Linked DNA regions of Triticum aestivum: region 1 is linked to region 2. Evidence: chromatin contacts called from public Hi-C data. All regions are on one chromosome and are shown on one strand. Each heading gives the region's core, a stretch centred on a gene start, on an enhancer-like site or on the middle of the called end of the contact. The rest is flanking DNA. Distances are from core to core; before and after follow the strand shown. Region 1 holds the start of LOC123062862. Region 2 holds the start of LOC123062861 (probable inactive receptor kinase At2g26730).

Region 1 (2,840 bases), core at 147-2,646, 150 kb after region 2:
ATAGTGCGGGATTCCTAAGCTCAAGAGAAGCAAATGAACACTATAAAATAACATGCGTGAAAAGACGTTTGAGTTTTCTTTCACTTTTTTTACGTTCACGACAACCTTCACAAACTGATACTAAGATCTGCTCATCATTTGAGTGGTCTCATTAGTCCATTTATATGTCAACATTAATACCAAATCTTCCACGGGTCATGCGTCTAACGCCCAGGCCAAATCTACAAGGTACCGCAAAGTATATGGTTATACATGCCCTTGGTGCCCTGTTGACTTGCTGCCAATGCCAAGTACTCCCTTCGTTTCTTCTTAGTTCTTACGATGCGTATAAAGTTTGTTTGAATCAAAACTATGTAAAGTTCCATCAATTACATCTTAGAAAATATCAACATTTGCATTGAAAAAGTTATATAGCATACAAATTAATTTCATGATGCATCGAATTATATTTTTCTTATATAGTTGATCAAATTTCATGAAGTTTGACTTCTGACAAAATTTTATATATGCAAACTAGAAACAGCCAACAAGGCGACAGCCAACAAGGCGTAAACCCCCACTGGCCCACTTAGCTCGGATCGGCAACAACCAACAAGGTGTCAACACTGGCTCGTCCCGATTCACCAAGGCACTCCGCTAGGCACGCAGACGCAAGGTTAGACCGAGAAAGACGAGCGATGCATTTAAGAAGCAGGGCGAGAAACCTTTTCTCCGGAGCAAGAGATTTTTTCGCCATTGCAACCGTCATCAAGACGAGTGAAAATCACTCGTCTTAATTACTTGCACTTCTAGAAGTATATCTGACCTCTGGGCAGGAAATAAAGCCAAACATTTGTTCAAAATTCACTTGCCCCGTCTCAATTACTTCACCTTGTGTTTCTATTTCTGGCCTCCTCGCCGAAAACTGATCCGAACATTCCTGCAAGATTCACGCCTTTGTCTTGACCACCAGCATTTCCAAATCGGGCCTCTGTGCCGGGCCGGAGGGACTACGTGGCTGGCACGAACCGGTTAGCCGAAAACAGGGGCCTGAACCGGTAGCAGCAGCTTCCATTACACGGCGCCAGACGCGCGTGCCTCTGCCCGTCCCCGCCCGATACGACACGACCCTCCCACGACACGGTCGCACGGACACGATACCCCGCGTCGCCGGATCCGACGGCGGCCGCACGAGCGCACGATATTCTCGCGCGGGTTTCTCGCCCCGGCAACCGCGCATTTATTACCAACTCGCCTTTTTACATTTCACCCCCTAGCATATCCCGCAACGAACAGAAACACCCCCGAGACAAGCAGCGCGAGGGGCCAAGTGTAATTTACAAACTCCTCGGGGGCGCGGCGGCGAAGCGTGTAGGACTTTTGCTTCGGCGAGCTCTCCCTCTTCTCCCCTCACAGGCAGGTCGCTCGCTCGCCCACACACTGTCAAGTTCAACTCCCCGCTCCGCTCCCCCAAAGATTCCAAATTTTCCCAAATCGCTGGCCTCAATCGCCCGCGCCCCCGCCGAATCCCCAGATCCCCACCTCCTCCCGCGCGCCCCGGCCCCCAGCTCCGCCCAATTCTAGGGTTCCCCGCCCGTACGCCAGCTCCCCACCGCCAGATTAGGGTTTCCATCTCGCATTCCGCCCTCCCGGAGCTTCCCCTTCCGGGCGATTGGAGCCGGAGAGGAGCGTCCGGCCGCGGCGAGCTGCGGGTTCCCTCTGCCTAGGGCCTGGATTTCCGGCGGCGGGGGGGATGTCGTGAACGCCGGAGCTTGCTTGCTTGCTCTTCCCCGTCCGTCGGGGAGCTGAGGTGAGCTGAGCTGAGCTCAGGCTAGGCTAGGGTTTCGTGCTGCGTGCTCCGTCAGCGAGGAGGGCAGCCGGAGATGTTCTACTCGCAGTTCATCTTGGCCAAGAAGGGCCCGCTCGGGACCATATGGATCGCCGCGCACTTGGAGCGCAAGCTCCGCAAGAACCAGGTCACGGACACGGACATCGGCGTCTCCGTAGGTGGGTGGTTTCCGCTGCCTCACAAGCTCTCTTTCGGATCTGCCCTGCTTGCCATGCAGAGTGGCAGAAAAAATATGTTCTTTTGCTAATGCTCATTTCATTGCTGCTGTATCTGTCAACACTTAAAATTTGCCATATTTGGCGCGTTTATGGCGTTGATGTATGCGTATTGCCTAGTTATTGCTTAGTTATTGCTAGTGGATTAGTAAAGATGTTACCTTTTTGCCGGCTGCTAGCCTAGCCAGCTCCTAGTCGTCCCCAGCGGACGTGTGATTAGTTGCTGAGTATGCCAACAAGCTGCTTTTTTTTATGTATATGCTCGACTGCTGGATTACTGGTATTGTACTACATGGTATTTATCTGCTTTGCTACTGCCTGAGTAGTGCGTAGAAGTTTTCAACCCATTTGAGTTAGTTAAGTAATGTTAACAGTCCAGGTGCATTTCTATATAGTCTTGATGGGATCTTGAAAAGAGCCATGCTTTTAGAGCTTTCCTATTGTGGTTCATTGCTTTCTAGGAGTGAAAGGAAATGTCACCTTGATCCTCGCTAGTCGCTGGGTCACCAAGAGTCACAAAGGTCTAAGTTTATTGTATATCCATGGCTATCGGTGGACTTTGTTTCGAGAACTAGGTACCGGTGGACTTGTAAAGTCTATCATAGTGGTTATGTAATGCTTATAGTCCAAGAATGTTAGCAGCTTCCTGATGCCTCATGTCTCATGTGTACTTGTCTACGGGCTATGGCCTAAGGATAATAGTTCATCTTTCTAGGCATACTACTCCTTGACTAGTTTTTCGTGTTTTGTCGTATCTGTTTTCGGGGAGTGTATTTATGCATTGTGCATGCGATGAA
Region 2 (3,108 bases), core at 187-2,686:
TTGGTGGCATGGTCGGAGTTTGTCTGGTGGCGGTGCGTTGGCGCTCTGCCGCCTATGTGCTCAGCCTCGGAGTCCTTCTTCCACGATGCTTGGTCTTCAGCAGCCCCGCCGGACTCGGCGGAGCGGTGCTTCATCCTACTCATTGATGGCGACGTATCTCGGTGGCGTGGCGCAGTGGAGATTCGGCGTCCGCTGTGTGGCAATGGACTCGCGCAGGAGGACGAAACTGTTTGGTGTCGTGGTGACGTAGTGGCCAGACAAGGTAGAAGCCTCAATATTTGCTCTGAAGACGGACCTGTGGAAGATGGCGGCGACGACACATGAGTGCGTCGGACCGGTTTGTACCCCATACGCGGTATGTGGCTCGGCTGGGGCTTCCGGCTTTTGATGTTAGGTTTAAGTAAGTGGTCTGGGTAGTGGCCCAGCTAGCACCCCTTCATCATTTTGATGTTAGGATTAGATGAGTGGTCTGGGTAGTGGCCCAGCTAGCACGTCTTCATCATTTGGATATGAGTAGCGACAAATATTGCCAAGATGACGGATTCAGACATATTGTTGTAATACTTTGTAAGGTCCTCAAAAATAATCAATAAAGATGCAGAGGGCGGGGGGCATCCTCTTTTTCTAAAAAAAAATCTCTTTACATGTGGCAGCATATCATTGGTGCCAAAAATATTGGGTACATACTGTTGCCGTGTCGACCACCCCTCCGTATTCCGTTTTCGTTGACGATAATGAAAACTGGGAGCGTGATGCTTGTCAATTCGAAAAAGAAGAAGAGTACCAGGTGGCACTTGTGGTAAGCAATGCAAACCTGATAAATGTTACACGTGTGGTCCTGATGATTTTTTTTGACAACTTTAGTTATGAAGCATGTTAATTTTCTGTTTGCATGACAAGTTTGAATTTTTTTGAGATTTGTTCTTTTTTGAATGGCAACTTTAGTACCTCCTCCGTAAAATAATATAAGAGCATCTAAAATACTGTTTTAGTGATTTAAACGCTTTTATATTAGTTTATAGAGGGAGTACTATAAAAAACGGCATGTCCGTATTACTTCGTGTCACAAGTGTAGCACTTATCATCTGGAAAAGAAAAAGAAGATGAGTAAAAACACCTTCCCATTTGCAATCATGCCGCGGGCAAAATAAGATGGAAAAATGATGGCATAAACGGTATTGTAGGCGGCTCACTCCATCGTGTCTCGGCGACATGCGGAGTAGAGTGGACATGATGCCAAATGCCATGCATATGCATGCATGCATATGATCCACCGCTTACTTACGATCCAAGCCAAGCCCGGATCCGAGGAGAATGTTCCAACGGCTAATGCTCTGCCTCCATGGCGCGCACGTGCAAATGGCGGCAGCGCCACTCTCTCTGTCTCCACTCTGTCGGCAACAGAGTCAGCCTATAACCACATGAAACTCCAGATCCTGTGCCAAGCCAGGCAACCCAACCTGTACATAAGACACTTGACATAGCTCGCTCCCATCCACACACCCTCAACCTGTGGCAGTCGGTGTAGCTCGCTCGCGAGCCAAGCAAGCGCCTCTCAAATGCCGAGGCCGCGTTCTTCCCAGCCGTGGCCGCAGCACACCATCAGACTTGCCAAGCGGCGGCGCACGCGCACACAGATGGCCGCGATCCCACCACGAACGCCGGTGCTGCTGCTGGCGCTGGCCGTCGCCGCTCTCGGCTGCCACGCCGTGGAGCCGCCGAAGCAAGAGCGGACGGCGCTGCAGTCCTTCCTCGCCGCCTTGCCGCACGAGCGCGATCTGGGCTGGAACTCGCCGTCCGCGCCCTCGGCGTGCCTCTGGCCCGGCGTCACCTGCGACGCGAGCAACGCCACGGTCGTCGCCGTCCGCCTCCCCGGCGTCGGCCTCGCCGGCGCCCTCCCCGCCGGCAAGCTCGGCCAGCTCCGGGGCCTCCATACGCTCTCCCTCCGCAACAACCGCCTCTTCGGCGCCATCCCCGCCGACTTCTTCGCGCTGCCCCTGCTCCGCTCGCTCTACCTCCAGGGGAACCGTCTCTCCGGCTCCATCCCGCCCGATGTCGCCGGGCTCGCGGCGCTCCGGCACCTCGCGCTCTACGACAACCACCTGTCCGGTGAGATACCGGCCGCATTCGCCGGCCTGAGGGAGCTGCGGTTGCTTAGGCTCGACGGCAACCGCCTCTCCGGTGGCCTTCAGAGCCTGAGCGGCTTCCAGCGGCTCGAGGTGTTTAATGTCTCGGACAACCAGCTCGCCGGCGCCGTCCCGGATTCCCTCGAGCGCTTCCCGCCAGAGTCATTCGCCGGCAACCTCCGGCTCTGCGGCGAACCCCTCGACAAGCCATGCCCGTCCCCCGGCGGCGGCGTCGTCCCGCCGGTGCAAGAGAAGAAGAGGAAGCGGCTCTCCGGCACGGCGGTCGCGGCCATCGCCGTGGGCGCCGCTGCTGGCGCGCTGCTCGTTCTCATCCTGCTCGTGCTCTGCTTTGTCCGCAGCCGCCGGGACGACGCGGCAGCCAGCGGCGACGACAGGAACAAGGCGCCCACGCCGGCAACGCCGGTGAGAGGGCACACGCTGACGCCGTCGACGGTGTCAGGCGAGATGACCGACCTGACGTCTTCAAAGGAGATACCCTCGGCAGCGGGCGGCGGCGCGGCGGAGATGATGAGGAGCCGGCTGGTGTTCATGGGCGGCGGCGGCTACAGCTTCGACCTGGAGGACCTGCTGCGGGCGTCGGCGGAGGTGCTGGGGAACGGCGTCGCGGGGCCGACGTACAGGGCGACGCTGGAGGACGGGACGACGGTGGCGGTGAAGCGGCTGAAGAACGTGGCGGCGGAGCGACAGGAGTTCGCGTCCGCCGTGGAGACGTTGGGCCGGGTGCAGCACCGCAACCTGCTCCCCGTGCGCGGCTACTACTTCTCCAGCGACGAGAAGCTCCTCGTCGCCGACTTCCTCCCCGAGGGCAGCCTCTCCGCCGCGCTCCACGGTCAGTCCCCTGCTCTATCCGGCCATCCCCTCTCACCACATCCGTAGCTCACAGTGGCCCGCGCTCGTCAGTGACAGTGCCATTAGTTACTGCACTGATCGCTGCTAGCTAGCTCGTTTTAACCGCCATTGC

Evidence for each region. Hi-C and Micro-C count contacts between places; a contact is called where the count stands out from the background.
Region 1: a contact with region 2 is called in a Hi-C map of leaf, with 4 times the contacts expected there. The contact joins the promoter of LOC123062862 here to the promoter of LOC123062861 in region 2. A contact is called at or near these places in 2 of 5 Hi-C or Micro-C datasets (both in leaf) and 1 of 1 datasets of contacts at active chromatin or transcription factors (leaf).

Annotation. Positions count from the first base shown.
Region 1 is chr3A:645,324,002-645,326,841 of IWGSC CS RefSeq v2.1, forward strand. It overlaps LOC123062862, which reads left to right and starts at 1,397. Exons shown (of 16, transcript XR_006429922.1): 1 at 1,397-1,986.
Region 2 is chr3A:645,174,132-645,177,239 of IWGSC CS RefSeq v2.1, forward strand. LOC123062861 (probable inactive receptor kinase At2g26730) reads left to right here and starts at 1,437. Exons shown (of 2, transcript XM_044486544.1): 1 at 1,437-2,976. The coding sequence starts at 1,560.